Regions from separate parts of the Zea mays genome. Here all the other regions are linked to region 1. Evidence: chromatin contacts called from public Hi-C data. All regions are on one chromosome and are shown on one strand. Each heading gives the region's core, a stretch centred on a gene start, on an enhancer-like site or on the middle of the called end of the contact. The rest is flanking DNA. Distances are from core to core; before and after follow the strand shown. Region 1 holds the start of LOC100192461. Region 2 holds the start of LOC100193759. Region 3 has its middle 28 kb from the start of LOC100193759. Region 4 holds the start of LOC100282150 (adenosylhomocysteinase).

Region 1 (3,059 bases), core at 448-2,947:
GTTTGAGGACTAAGCTAGTGATCTCCCCTAGTCAGGTGCCTATGGAGGCTCAAGTTATCTTAGTTTAAATTTCCACATGAGCATGTTGAACTATGTGATGTTTAAGACAATGGCCTGTAATACAATTTAATAAACTTATTTTCGAGCATTGTGCAATTGTATGACATTTATGTAATTGTTGTGAACGCGATTTTGATCCTGGCATGTACATGGTTTACATTCTATTTGCCTTCTTAAACCGGGTGTGATAAGTGTTGTGCCCATCATGAATGTCAGGGTCATAGATTACACATATCCTAGTATTTAATGTGCCTCTACTGAGGTTACCCTTTGGTAACTTAATGAGCCATACCCTCCTCTAAGGTAGGTATTAATGTCTTGTCATGAGCTTCTGCGTCGTATCCACATTGTCCACATATGATAGGCTAATGATGCTCTTCCCTCTGTCTCATCGTACCTCCTAGTATGTCGTGCACACATTACTAGGGTCTTAGGATTGCGACACGCCTGACTTAGAGCCCTCAAGTGCTCTGTAGGTAAGGTAGTGTGTTTCAAGCCATGTAGTGTCACATGTCCCACATTTAATGTGTTGTACCTTTATATTTGTCTATTACAATATTGCTTTATGACACTCCTTGGTCCCATATGGCCCCAACGGGTCCCTATTATTCATACGACCCTTGGTAATCCAAGTGTATTGCCATATCCACACCCCAAGGCGTGAGAGGCCCTGCGATCTTATTCAATAGGTGCCCAAAGCACAAAGGTCCTTGGAGGCTTATATGTTAGGTGCCCAAGGCATGAGGAGCCTTGGGGATTATCCACTAGGTGCCATGAGGTGCGAGGGGTCTCGAGAGCTTATATGTTAGGCGCCCTCGGACGTGAGAGGCTTTGAGGTATTATCCACTAGGAGCCCTGGAGCGTGAGAGGACACGAGATCTTTTTACTTGTCCTATGAAGCGCATGTCCAGAGTCTTATCTGTTAGGTGTCTCGAGGCTCAAGAGGCCCTAAGCTATTATCTCCTAGGTGCCCCGGGACATGAGGGTATAGAGAGTTTATCCGTTAGGTGTCCTAGAACGCGATGAGCTTCGAGGGCTTATCTCCCGGCCGCACCGAGGCATATATGAAGTATAAGGGCTAAGTCAATAATCAACTTAGATGCGTGGGACCTTTTGATCAGAATCTTTGACCACGTCTTGGCAATAAGGATATATCTTTCTCTATATATACACTCACTAGTGATAAAAATAACATAGAAAAAGGTAAACTTCAAATTTAATTACACTTTATATGCTGCCCCTGGATAAACAATGGAACTAGCAAGGACCTGTAGCGACAGTGGCTTGCGTAACGCTCATACACTGCTCGTGCATGTAGCGTCATCGACTGTTTGCGACAATATACCTAGTGGTGAAATTTTATTTTTGTGAAATTGACTACAAAAGGTGTATTTAACAATGAGCTTAGCCAAAAACTTATATATACATATCGACCCATATGTTTATTAATTTGATGAAATCCACTGGACAATGCATAGCATAGTCGTTATTAGTCATTTAAAAAGTTATAAGCATCACTAATATTCTTTTATCACAGCACTTTCCAAAAGGCAAGAGAACACACGATTCCTAGCTATAGTTCCCACATCAAAGCCCAGCTCATTAAGACCCAACCCGACCAAGCAGACCGCGTCTCGCGCCCACACCAACCCCCTCCGACCGCACCAATCTCCGCCCCCGCATTCTGTCGAACACCTCGTCTTCGCTCGCACCGACCCCACCGCACCGCACCTCCACCAACAACACCACCAGTCCACCACCACCCACCTCCCACATGTGCACACGCGCCCACCTCCCGTCCACCACCGCTATATATCCCGGCGCCCCTTCCTCCCTCCCCCGTCCTTCCCTCCGCCTCCGCCTCCGCCCCCGCCCCCGCCCACGCCCACTCCTCGCTGCCACCACTCCTGTCACCTCTTCCCGCGCCGACGCAGCCGCCATGGACCCCGTCGCCACATGGGGGCTAACCCCGCTCGCGGGCGCCGACCCGGAGATCTACGACCTCCTGGAGCGCGAGAAGCGGCGCCAGCGTCGCGGCATCGAGCTCATCGCCTCCGAGAACTTCACCTCCTTCGCCGTCATGGAGGCGCTCGGCTCCGCGCTCACTAACAAGTACTCCGAGGGCATGCCCGGCGCCCGCTACTACGGCGGCAACGACGTCATCGACGAGATCGAGAACCTCTGCCGGTCACGCGCGCTCGCTGCCTTCCACCTTGACGCCGCGTCCTGGGGCGTCAACGTGCAGCCCTACTCGGGCTCCCCCGCCAACTTCGCCGCCTACACCGCGCTGCTCAACCCGCACGACCGGATCATGGGGCTCGACCTTCCCTCCGGCGGACACCTCACTCACGGGTACTACACGGCCGGCGGTAAGAAGATCTCCGCCACCTCGATCTACTTTGAGAGCCTGCCGTACAAGGTGAGCGCCGCAACGGGGTACATCGACTACGAGAAGCTCGAGGAGAAGGCACTTGACTTCCGCCCCAAGCTCATCATCTGCGGTGGCAGTGCGTACCCGAGGGACTGGGATTACGCCAAGCTCAGGGCCGTCGCCGACAAGGTCGGGGCCCTGCTGCTCTGCGACATGGCGCACATCAGCGGGCTCGTCGCCGCGCAGGTACAACATTCATTGATTACAACAATCTCGATTAACCAGTTAGTTCCATGAAATTGGATCTTTATGTTGTGCAGTCCTGTTGAAATGGCGATGGATGGTACATGTGGTGGTTTAGATTCTACTTGGGATCTAATTTAGGCAATTAATTCTGGTGGCCGATCGAAATGTTGGATTGTTTAACTGAATATTATAGATCTGAGTGTTTATGAATATTTATATGGATGCTGTATGTCTGTCGTTTTGTGCATCACCTTGGATTGTTTAATCACATAATATAGATCTGAGTGTTTTGCAAGTTAAATGATTTAGGAACATTTTATATGGATGCTTGCTGTCTGTCGTTTTTTACATTGCCTTGTTTTGTATATACCAAAATGTGGCT
Region 2 (3,364 bases), core at 85-2,584, 440 kb before region 1:
CAACATAAACATATAATCGGTTGATTTGTTGCAATAGTAGGAATCCGTCACTTTCTAAATCCTAAGCCCTATGAACATCTTTATCTTCCTCCGCACGTAATTCTAATAATACTTAGATTTTCCCCACAGCCAGATTCTCCTCACAGCCAGATTCTCAGAAAAGCTGGTCAGAAAAAAGCTGAACCAAACAGCACAATAGTCAGTCGACATCAGGCGATTTACACATGCCTTAGCCACTAAGCTCCTTCGCTGCCAAGTAGCGCGCGGCAGCCAAAAAGCTCCCCCCTTCCTTCCTTCCTTCCCGGCACCTGAAAAAAATCTCTGCACCGCACCAAAAAAGTTGCTACCGAGCACAACATGCCATCGGCCGGCCCCAGTACTGTTTGTTATTAACGTACAGTGAAAGCTCATTACAACAAGTTTAAACAGTTAAGAAGAGGAGCATCAATGTCTACGACGCAGGACAGACAGTACTGTGAACCATTGACTTTGTTTACGATACTGAAAAAAAAACATACTTTTTTGTTTGTTCGGGCGGCAGAGGGAGTTTTTTTATTCGAAGTATGATCCAGCGAACTAGCCAATACGTTAAGAAGAAGCGCTAATAAACAAGCGTAAAACCGAGGTAAATTCCCTGTGGATCACGACAGAGCGAGTCTCTCTCTCTCACGAAGGACAGGAGCTACTGCAATTCACTCGTTGCAGGCAGGAGCTACCGCACTCACTCACTCCATCAGGAGCAGTCGTCGCGCACGGCGGCGGCGGTCATCCGGAAGGCGCGGTCCCAGGCGTAGCGGAAGCGCGCGTCGGCGCCGGGCTCGATCCGGCGGCCGTCGGCGACGAGGTAGTCGCGGCCGGCGCGGCGGAACAGGCGCGGGTCCACGGGCACCGAGCTGGCGAAGCCCTCGGAGCGGAGGCGCACGGCGCGGACGGCGCAGCGGCAGGCGTTGCTCACCGTCACCTCGAACACCGGGTCGTACCCGGCCCTGTCGCCCGTGTTGGACTGCGACACCGTCACGCTCGACGCCGCGCACCCGGTGGTGGTGGCGGGGGTCGGGGTCGTCGTGTTCGCCGCCGCTGGCCGAGCCCCTGCACACGCACCACACCGCCGCCGTGCCATGTGGGTCAACAACCGCCACAGCCACCGCCACCACCATGCGGCCGGAAGAATCGCAGCAGCATAGAAGCTGTGTTATATACCTTGCGCTTGGACGAGGAACAGGAGGAGCGCAGGGAGGACAACCAGAACCAGCAGCTTGACGGAGGCGGACGACGACTGTGCCATAGGTTCTTTCTTCTTTCTGTGCACAAAGAAAGATTGTGGGTTCTGGGTCTTGTTGTGGCATGGAACGGTGCCTGTGATGCTACCCGGCCCCATTTTATAGAGCCAGCCACGACGACGTTGCATGCACAGCCCAGCCCAGCCCTGTCCTGTCCAGTTGCAGCTTGCAGGAGCCTTTACAAACTTGGCACTTGTGTTATTTGCTTTACGGCACACCTCTTTTGACGAAACTAACAACAATGAAAAGGCTTTAATACCCAGAGTAAGTAGTGCTTTGATCCTGGTGGACGGGCGGGAGCTACCTTTTCGACCTTGCTTGTAAAAAGAGTTTCGTATGTGTGTGTGTTTTATGGGCTCTAAAAGGATTGTTGTGAATGATGAGCATTGCGCTGTCTCCAAATGCCTATCTGGGAGCTGAGATTATCTCAAGCTTTCGTGCCATCATCACTCACATGAAAAGGATTAGCCGTCGTGTCGAGGTTATAAAAAGAATTATTACAATAAAGAAATGGCAAATGCTATAAAAACTGCCAAGTTCAGGGGGGTGTTTCAGCAACAAGCGGTTCAGATGTGTAAGAGTCCCTGAACTATCTTCAAACACGACACTCTCAGAGCCAATAGCCAGTCGATCAGTCAACTAGCTTCACACAACTAGGCTAGCACCATTGTTGCTGCAAGGGCAAGGCAATTTCCAGGCAGTTGTGTGGGTCTGAAGCTGACAGTTCATACTATACTAGCCACACGTCTGAGCCCTTGCGTCTGTTTCCGAGCACTGTAGTACGTATGGTCCACACGCTCGCATGTCTGGTGAGTCAACTGGCGAGTCTTCTTAGAATATCCATCGTTCCCATCCCTCTCTCAAAGCATCCAGCGGAGCAGTCAAGCTCCTAGCAGAGTCGTCGCCGAGTGTACTGAAGAGATAAGATTACTTGGCAGGCATTAATCTGACCTGTTTTTTTAACTGTCACCCTACTAAACTCTTCGCAAGACTTTTGGTTAGAACAACCAAATATTATGTCATCGACGTATATTTAGAATATAAACAAATCACCATCAACTGTCATAGTGAAAAGAGTAGGATCAACTTTTCCGATCTTGAAAGCATTAGAAATAACAAAATCTCTAAGACATCCATACCATATTTGGTGCTTGCTTAAGCCCCTAGAGAGCTTATAAATATGATCGGGATATCTTTCATCACTGAAGCCAGGGGTTATTCGACGTATACCTCCTCCTTGATTGGCCCATTAAGGAAGGCACACTTCACGTACTTTTGAAAGAGCTTAGAGTAATGGTGAGTAGCATAGGCTAATAAAATTTGAATAGACTCTAGCCTAGCTACAGGAGCAAAAGTCTCCTCAAAATCCAAACATGCGACTTGGGCATAACCTTTTGCCACAAGTCTCGCCATGTTTCTTGTCACCGCTCCGTACTCGTCTTGCCTATTGTAGAACACCCACTTGATTCCCACAACATTTTGTTTTGGACGTGGCACTAAGCTCTGGACTTCATTTATTTTGAAGTTGTTAAGCCCTTCCTGCTGGCTATCACCCATGGGCAGACCCAAGTAGGGCCGAGTGAGGGCACAGGCCCCCGCTCATTTCTAAGTACTAGGGTCTAGATTTTCATCAGAGGTCCCCTGCTCAGTCCAATTTAGATGCCCCTATTTTGATATTTTGGTGCTTGTCCTTACAAGTATGCCCTCAGTCATATTTTGTCCTGGGTCCGCCCCTAACTATCACCCAATTCGGATCCTGCAGTGCTTCTTATACCCTGAAAGGCTCAATGGAAGAAATAAAGGAGTAGTGCTCACAAAAATTAGCAGTACGTGAATGATTAGTTACTCTCTTGCTCATATAACCTAGGATTTGGTCCACTAGATGATCTCTTTGAATGGTGGAGCAGACTTGGGCCAGAGGTGCATGTGGTACTTCTTCCTCCTTGTCTTCATGTTCATGCGCACCCCCTTGATCCATGCCATCGTCTAGAGGTACATGTTCCTCACCTTGAGATGGGGGTTGCACAGTTTTTTAGGAAGAAGGTTGATCTTGTTCCTTTTGTTCCTGTGGTCGCACTTCACAT
Region 3 (3,109 bases), core at 306-2,805, 470 kb before region 1:
CATATCCTTCAAAAGGACAAAAACAATCCAGTGTCCTTTGTTCCCCCTTCTTATCATTTGAGCCCAGCACTCGAGCTCTATCGGGCCGGGCCATCCTTCCGAAGCGCCCCTCCTCGAGCCTGTTCTTCTCCGCGCCCCCTCCTTTATTCCTCCCTGGACCACAGCCCAAGTTTCAGCAGCAGCTCGGCCCGCATGTCTTCGGTCTCCTCCTCTCTGTCTCCGTGCGTGCCGGTCGCTATCTGTATGGTACTAATGAGGGCATGTACAGTGAAGAGATACCAAAACGGTTCTCCAACCACAGAAGACAACTAAGAGACTCTATTATACAATGGAGTGTCTCTAAACGTAGTCTATTAATAAATACAGAATTAAATGTATTTGTATAGCATCAGATCGATAGAACAGACGACAAATTCGTACAGTGGGAAGTGAGGCGTCTGTTGTTACTTGGTTTACGAGCCAGAGGCGTCTCTTCACGGAGAGACGGCTCTAAGTTTTTTTTTGCAAATAACCCACTAAAACACTTTAAGAGCCCCCACATTAAACACCACTGTACATGCCCTGAAAAGCCAAAGGTCCAATTGTATCTTTAATGATTCGATCCACTAGCTAACCACCTGATGACACTACTACTATTGCAACATCTGGAATAGCTGGGTACAGTCCTGAAAGTCTGGGCCGTGCCCAATGGGCCGGCCCGAGCACGACCCGCGAAAAATGAAACAAAGCACGGCCCGACACGGCAGATTTAAAATCGGGCTAGCACGGCACGAATCGCGGGCTGGGCCGTGCTTGAAATGTCAGCCCGTCGTGCTACGAGGCCCGGCACGTCGCTGTGGGCCGGGTTCGTGCCGGCCCGGCACGAAACAGCACGGTGATTCACCGCACACCGCAGATCCAGTTACGCAGGCTCATTCGGTCATTCATCTAACGGCTACCGCACGCGATTAGGGTTTCCTGTTTCCTACCACTCCCCTCCGTCGGCCGCCGCCATCTATTCATCTACAGCACGCCCAGCGGCCTAGCCGCCCAGCTTCCGGCTCCAGCGGCCAGCGGCGGATGAGTTCACGAGCTGCTCAACTCCATGGCTGGCCGGTGATCGTGGATTCCAGCTACTCGTTCCTTTCTCTCGTTGTTTGCTCGGTTGGTGCTGGAGGCCGACGCCTTCTCCGGTTCTCCCTCTGCTGGTGCTGGAGGCTGGCCGCTGGAGACCGCTGGAGCGCCGTCGCAGCCGGCAGCGTCCACGAGCTAGAGCGCAGCCGCAGCGTCCACGTCTTCTCCCTCTGCGGATGAGTTCACGAGCGTGCCGTGCCTGGGCTAGCACGGCCCGATGAAAGCCCACCGTGTTTTAGGGCCGTGCTGGGCCTTATTTTTACTCACCAGGCCCGGTAAGGCACGGCCCGATTCTATTTCGTGCTTGCTAGGCCCGACTAACTGAGGCCCGAAGCACGGCGGGCTCGTGCCGGGCCGGCACGGCACGGCCCAAGTTGCAGCACTAGCTGGGTATGTGTATGCACAGCTTGCAAATTATATGACCTACAGTAAACAGACGTACATGTGTCGCCGTGTGGTTGGTCATTGGCGTGTGATGGAGCCTCCTGCATGTCGGTCGGGCTGATGGTCTCGTATGTTCCGCTCACCTAGTCACGTGTTCAAGCAAATTGACGTGTTCATTCGATTTAATCTTAGGTGCCGTTTGGGTTTACGTATTTACTATTAACTTGTAACGTTAGATCATATTTATTTAAGTTCAAACGTGATAAGATATCACACTAAAAATAATATCGATCTATTTAAACTTGTTACTACTATTACTTATGCTCGAGTGTGAATAATTATTGTTATCATTTACGTTATATTTCGTTAACCAAACAGTAACAAGTGAATTCTCTAACGTTGGCTTTCTATCAGCCCCGGTCCTATGATTTTGAGGGCCCCCATGCGAACTCATCGTTGTAGGCCCTCTAGACTATAAAAAAATTCTATATTATGCAGCAGAACATATTAATACTTCATAAATAAATGATGATGTGTATTGAAATTAGTTTTTTTAAAAAAATCTAAGAAGCTAGATAATATACATTGATACAAATTAGCACTTCGCAGGTTGAAAAATAAGAATGACGATCGCCGAATAACTTAAATTATGATTGCTCGACCATGCGTGTCTGGAGGCTAGCGCAGTGGTGCCCAGCTCCCTGGAATTCTAGAGGGTTGGATCGGCGAGATGGCGAACGATGATCACGTTGAGAGTGTGGTCTCATAGACGCTCTGGGACGTGAGCGTGACGACTAGGCAGTGGGCAACGCGTGCCACGTTGTCCGTGTGCGTGGTGCATTCGTGTGCTTAGCCCTCCCGTCCTGTTGGTTACCTATATTATTGTACTACTAGCATATAACTCGTACTAACGCTATGTTCCTGTGAAGAGGAGGAGAGGGGTGGACGATGACGGTGGTAGCACGAGGGGATGGATTGATGGCGGTGGGAACGCGAGGAGAGGAGGGCCAAAGGATGATCAAATACTACTGTTCGTTAGATTTGAGTGAGAAAAATAGATGATGTTATTTCACGATATAAACCGTTAATTTTGATGTTATGTTAAATATGAGTGCAATTTGTTTGATGGATTTCGTAAATATTACAGATGTGTGGGTTATTTGATTGAATGAGTTTTGTAAAGTATAAACTAGTGTATTATATAGTGTTATAGATACTAAATATTAGGCCCCTAATAATTTTGGGCCCCGGCCGTCGCCTCCCTTGCATTCACATACCGTATGATTGGATGGGTGTTTGCGCGCAGCCTGGCTCACGGCAGCCTGGTCTGCCGCATACGAGCGATTTTTGCGTTTCTGCAGATGCAATTAAATAAGCCTACAATGCACCGGTGCGTGCGAGTTCGGCCTCCTAGATACACTATGTGTTTGGTTGCCCGTACTAGGAGAGCCAGACTCTTTAGACGCATTGACTATGGATCAGCACGTGTTTGGTTTGTTGTATCTAGGAGGCCGAACTCGCACGCACCGGTGCATTGTAGGCTTATTTAATTGCATCTGCAGAAACGCAAAAATCGCTCGTATGCGGCAGACCAGGCTGCCGTGAGCCAGGC
Region 4 (3,354 bases), core at 540-3,039, 340 kb before region 1:
GAAGGACCTGAAGACCCTCCATCAGAGCCTGGAGGGCACAGATGGGGTCGATCTCGGTCACAATGACACGGGCACCAGCCTGCTTGAGGGCAGCAGCACAACCCTTGCCGACATCACCGTATCCGCAGACCACGGCAACCTTTCCGGCGATCATAACGTCAGTGGCCCTCATCAGACCATCAGGGAGCGAGTGGCGGCAACCATACAGGTTGTCAAACTGTTCAGAGGAGAACCATATCAATCAATTTAGTTAGTCTTAATAGTTGAATTTCGGTACTAGCAACATGTCAAACTGTTTACAAGAAAAATATTTGTAATTAAGAGTTCAATATTCGTAGTTAAGAATAGAAAATGTGCAGCAAGACACTAAAAATACATAGACTAACCGAAACATGTATTGATCTGAAAATACGTGTCAAATCTACATACAGACTAAGTAAACAGGGTGCAAGAAATTATTAGCTATGATGACATAGTGTCGTCAAATCCACCAAACATGCAAAACACATCACATGGACCAAACACGTATAAAATATTTGAAGTAGCTAACAATAATTTTTATTTTGACCGATAGATAAGCAACACCATAGACCAGGATCCAGATCCAACAGAAAACAACAACAATGAGAAACGCTAAATCCACAACAACAACAATGCGATTTAGGTCAAGTAACTGGAACCAAACATATAACAGCAGCCGAATCTGGCTACACAAAAAAGACCTAAAATATCCCGAGATGCTTCGCCTTCTACAATCAATCCCAAAAATCAGGTCCTGTCTAACAGAGATCTGAAGATCCAAATACTAGGTAAAAATTACTAACCATCTAGCAACCAATAAACAAGAACGTCTAGCAGCCGAATCTGAAGATACACAAGAGTTTAACCATAGCAGTGAGATACTGAGATATAAAGCAGCGGCATCAATAAACAAGTAAATCTCACACTGCTAGTCATGCAGGATCTAGATCCACACAACAAGAACGTCAGATCTGAAAGGAAATGGATCCAAAGAAAGGCAAGCAAGAATCACCTTGCTCTTGGTGACGGAATCGTTGACGTTAATGGCAGGGAAGAGGAGGGCGCCGGTCTCCTGCATCTGGTAGAGCCTCTTGACACCCGTGGTGGTCTCCTCAGAGACGCCGACAAGCCTCTCCTTCATCTTGCGGTACTTCTTGGGGTCAGCCTTGAGCCCGTCGCGGATGATGGTGAGCACGATCTTGAACTCAGCGTTGTCGGTGGACTCCGGGTCGGGGATCTTGCCGGTCTTCTCGTAATCCTCCTCGGCCTTGACACCCTCGTGGATGAGCAGCGTGGCGTCGCCGCCGTCGTCGACGATGAGGTCGGGGCCGCCCGCCTCGCCCCAGTCGAGGCAGCGCTCGGTGCACCACCAGTACTCCTCGAGGGTCTCCCCCTTCCAGGCGAACACGGCGGCCGAGTCGCGCGCGATGGCGGCGGCGGCGTGGTCCTGCGTGGAGAAGATGTTGCAGGAGCACCAGCGGACCTCGGCGCCGAGCGCGGTGAGGGTCTCGATGAGGACGGCGGTCTGGATGGTCATGTGGAGAGACCCCGAGATCCTAGCGCCGGCGAAGGGCTTGGACGGGCCGAACTCGGCGCGGCACGCCATGAGGCCGGGCATTTCGACCTCGGCCAGCTCAATCTCGAGGCGGCCGAAGTCCGCCTGCGAGAGATCCTTGACCTTGTACTCCCGTCCAGACGAGGTCTTCTCCACAGAGAGCGCCATGGCGGCAGAGGAGGGAGAACTCGCGAATTGGATCTGGGAGATGGGGAAATGGAACGGGAGTGAGGGAGAAGACGGCGCGGTTGGGAGGCAGGGGTGGGGAGGGTTTTATGGGAAGAGACGACGGCGCCAGACCGTTGGTTTGCGGACGCGGCGATTAGCGGCCGTCGGATCTGGGCGGGGGATTGGTGGGGGGTTGGTGAGTCGCCATACCGGAGTGCCGTTGGTGGGTGAAGACGTCAGGTGAGATGCGCGGATCTGAGACATTGGTGACCAATGATGGAATCAATCTATTTTATATAAGTTCGTGCATTATGAGTTTATTTTATAAATTTAGTGAAATGAACTTATTTTTTTAATTATCACTAATTATTACCAAATAAAGGAAATAGTGACGGATAAAACCATTATATTTTACAAACCAAACAAGAAAGTGAGGAGTGAGAAGATAATAGACTAACTTATTCCTCAAACCAAACACGTTATACATATACTGACACATCTCGAGACTTGGTTCGCAAAAACACCCTCCGATTTCTCAAAATAAACAGTGGTCCAATTAAAAATACCTGCTCTCCCGTCACACAGCCCGATTCATGCTTCATCCTCTCTCATTCTCCTTGCTCTCCTCTTCCAGCCGTCGCCGCCACCACCATTGGTCGTCGCACCTCCACTCCTCCCTGTCCTCTCTTCCAGTGGCACAGATTGGACGGATGAACTCACCTACTACCACGATAGTGTAATACCCCTTTCTACTTCTAGAAACCGGTCATTATTCCACTAATGGATTACAAACAAAATATTATCAAAATACTACCCAAACCCTAACACCAAAAGGTAGCAATATCACCAGGCCTTACATCCCCCTTCAAATCTTGCTTCTCCTCAAGCAAGAACAGCTAGAAAACGAGCCTTCAAGACATGGTAATCTTCCCATGTTGCAAGATCTGGAGATGGACTGGTCCACCTAACCAGAACCTGAGTAATGGTTGCATTCCCCTTCTTAACCAATCTTCGGTCTAGCACTTTACCTGGCTCAACATTCTCTAGATCCACCATAGCAGGAAGGTTCTTGAACACCGGTGTATAACGAGGCACAAAGGGCTTTAGCTGTGACACATGAAACACTAGGTGTATTTGAGAGTCTGCTGGTAGATCCAACTTGTAAGCCACTTCCCAATTTTCTCCAACACCTTGTATGGTCCAAAATATCGAAAAGAAAACTTTGGACATTGTTTGCTAACCACAGACTGTTGTGTGTAGGCTATAACTTGAGCAACACCTCTTCTTCAATTTGAAATCCCTAGGCAACCTTCTCATATCAGCATAATGTTTAAACCTTTGTTGGACTTTCGTCAAATGTTCCTTGAGCATAGAACTATGCACTGCTATCTGTTGCACCACATCTCTAGAAACCACATCTTCATCACCCTTCATAGATCGTGCCAGATCATAGAAGCATCATATCCATACAAAGCCTTGAAAGGAGAACATCTCAAAGACACATGATATGATGTGTTATACCAAAACTCTGCCAAAGCCAACCAAGTTTTCCATTTCTGTGGATTTTCAGAAGCAGCACATCTAAGATACATCTCTAGACTTTGATTCAC

What was found. Hi-C and Micro-C count contacts between places; a contact is called where the count stands out from the background.
Region 2: a contact with region 1 is called in a Hi-C map of leaf, with 5 times the contacts expected there. The contact joins the promoter of LOC100193759 here to the promoter of LOC100192461 in region 1. A contact is called at or near these places in 2 of 25 Hi-C or Micro-C datasets (leaf and tassel).
Region 3: a contact with region 1 is called in a Hi-C map of ear, with 4 times the contacts expected there. The contact joins the enhancer-like site here to the promoter of LOC100192461 in region 1. A contact is called at or near these places in 2 of 25 Hi-C or Micro-C datasets (ear and tassel).
Region 4: a contact with region 1 is called in a Hi-C map of bundle sheath, with 7 times the contacts expected there. The contact joins the promoter of LOC100282150 here to the promoter of LOC100192461 in region 1. A contact is called at or near these places in 6 of 25 Hi-C or Micro-C datasets (bundle sheath, endosperm, leaf and 1 more) and 1 of 3 datasets of contacts at active chromatin or transcription factors (leaf).

The regions. Positions count from the first base shown.
Region 1 is chr4:22,484,502-22,487,560 of Zm-B73-REFERENCE-NAM-5.0, reverse strand. LOC100192461 reads left to right here and starts at 1,697. Exons shown (of 4, transcript NM_001137681.2): 1 at 1,697-2,677. The coding sequence starts at 1,835.
Region 2 is chr4:22,921,889-22,925,252 of Zm-B73-REFERENCE-NAM-5.0, reverse strand. LOC100193759 reads right to left here and starts at 1,334. Exons shown (of 1, transcript NM_001138845.1): 1 at 343-1,334. The coding sequence starts at 1,157. The coding sequence ends at 726.
Region 3 is chr4:22,950,192-22,953,300 of Zm-B73-REFERENCE-NAM-5.0, reverse strand. No RefSeq gene overlaps it. Among protein-coding and RNA genes, the nearest start is that of LOC100193759, 28 kb to the right of the region's middle. Within about 2 kb of position 1,555, at least 15 of the 20 cell types and tissues checked have an H3K27ac peak or open chromatin away from gene starts, as enhancers often do. A contact at or near this core is called in ear and tassel, where this site is marked.
Region 4 is chr4:22,829,117-22,832,470 of Zm-B73-REFERENCE-NAM-5.0, reverse strand. LOC100282150 (adenosylhomocysteinase) reads right to left here and starts at 1,789. Exons shown (of 3, transcript NM_001155062.2): 1 at 1,034-1,789; 2 at 1-217. The coding sequence starts at 1,744.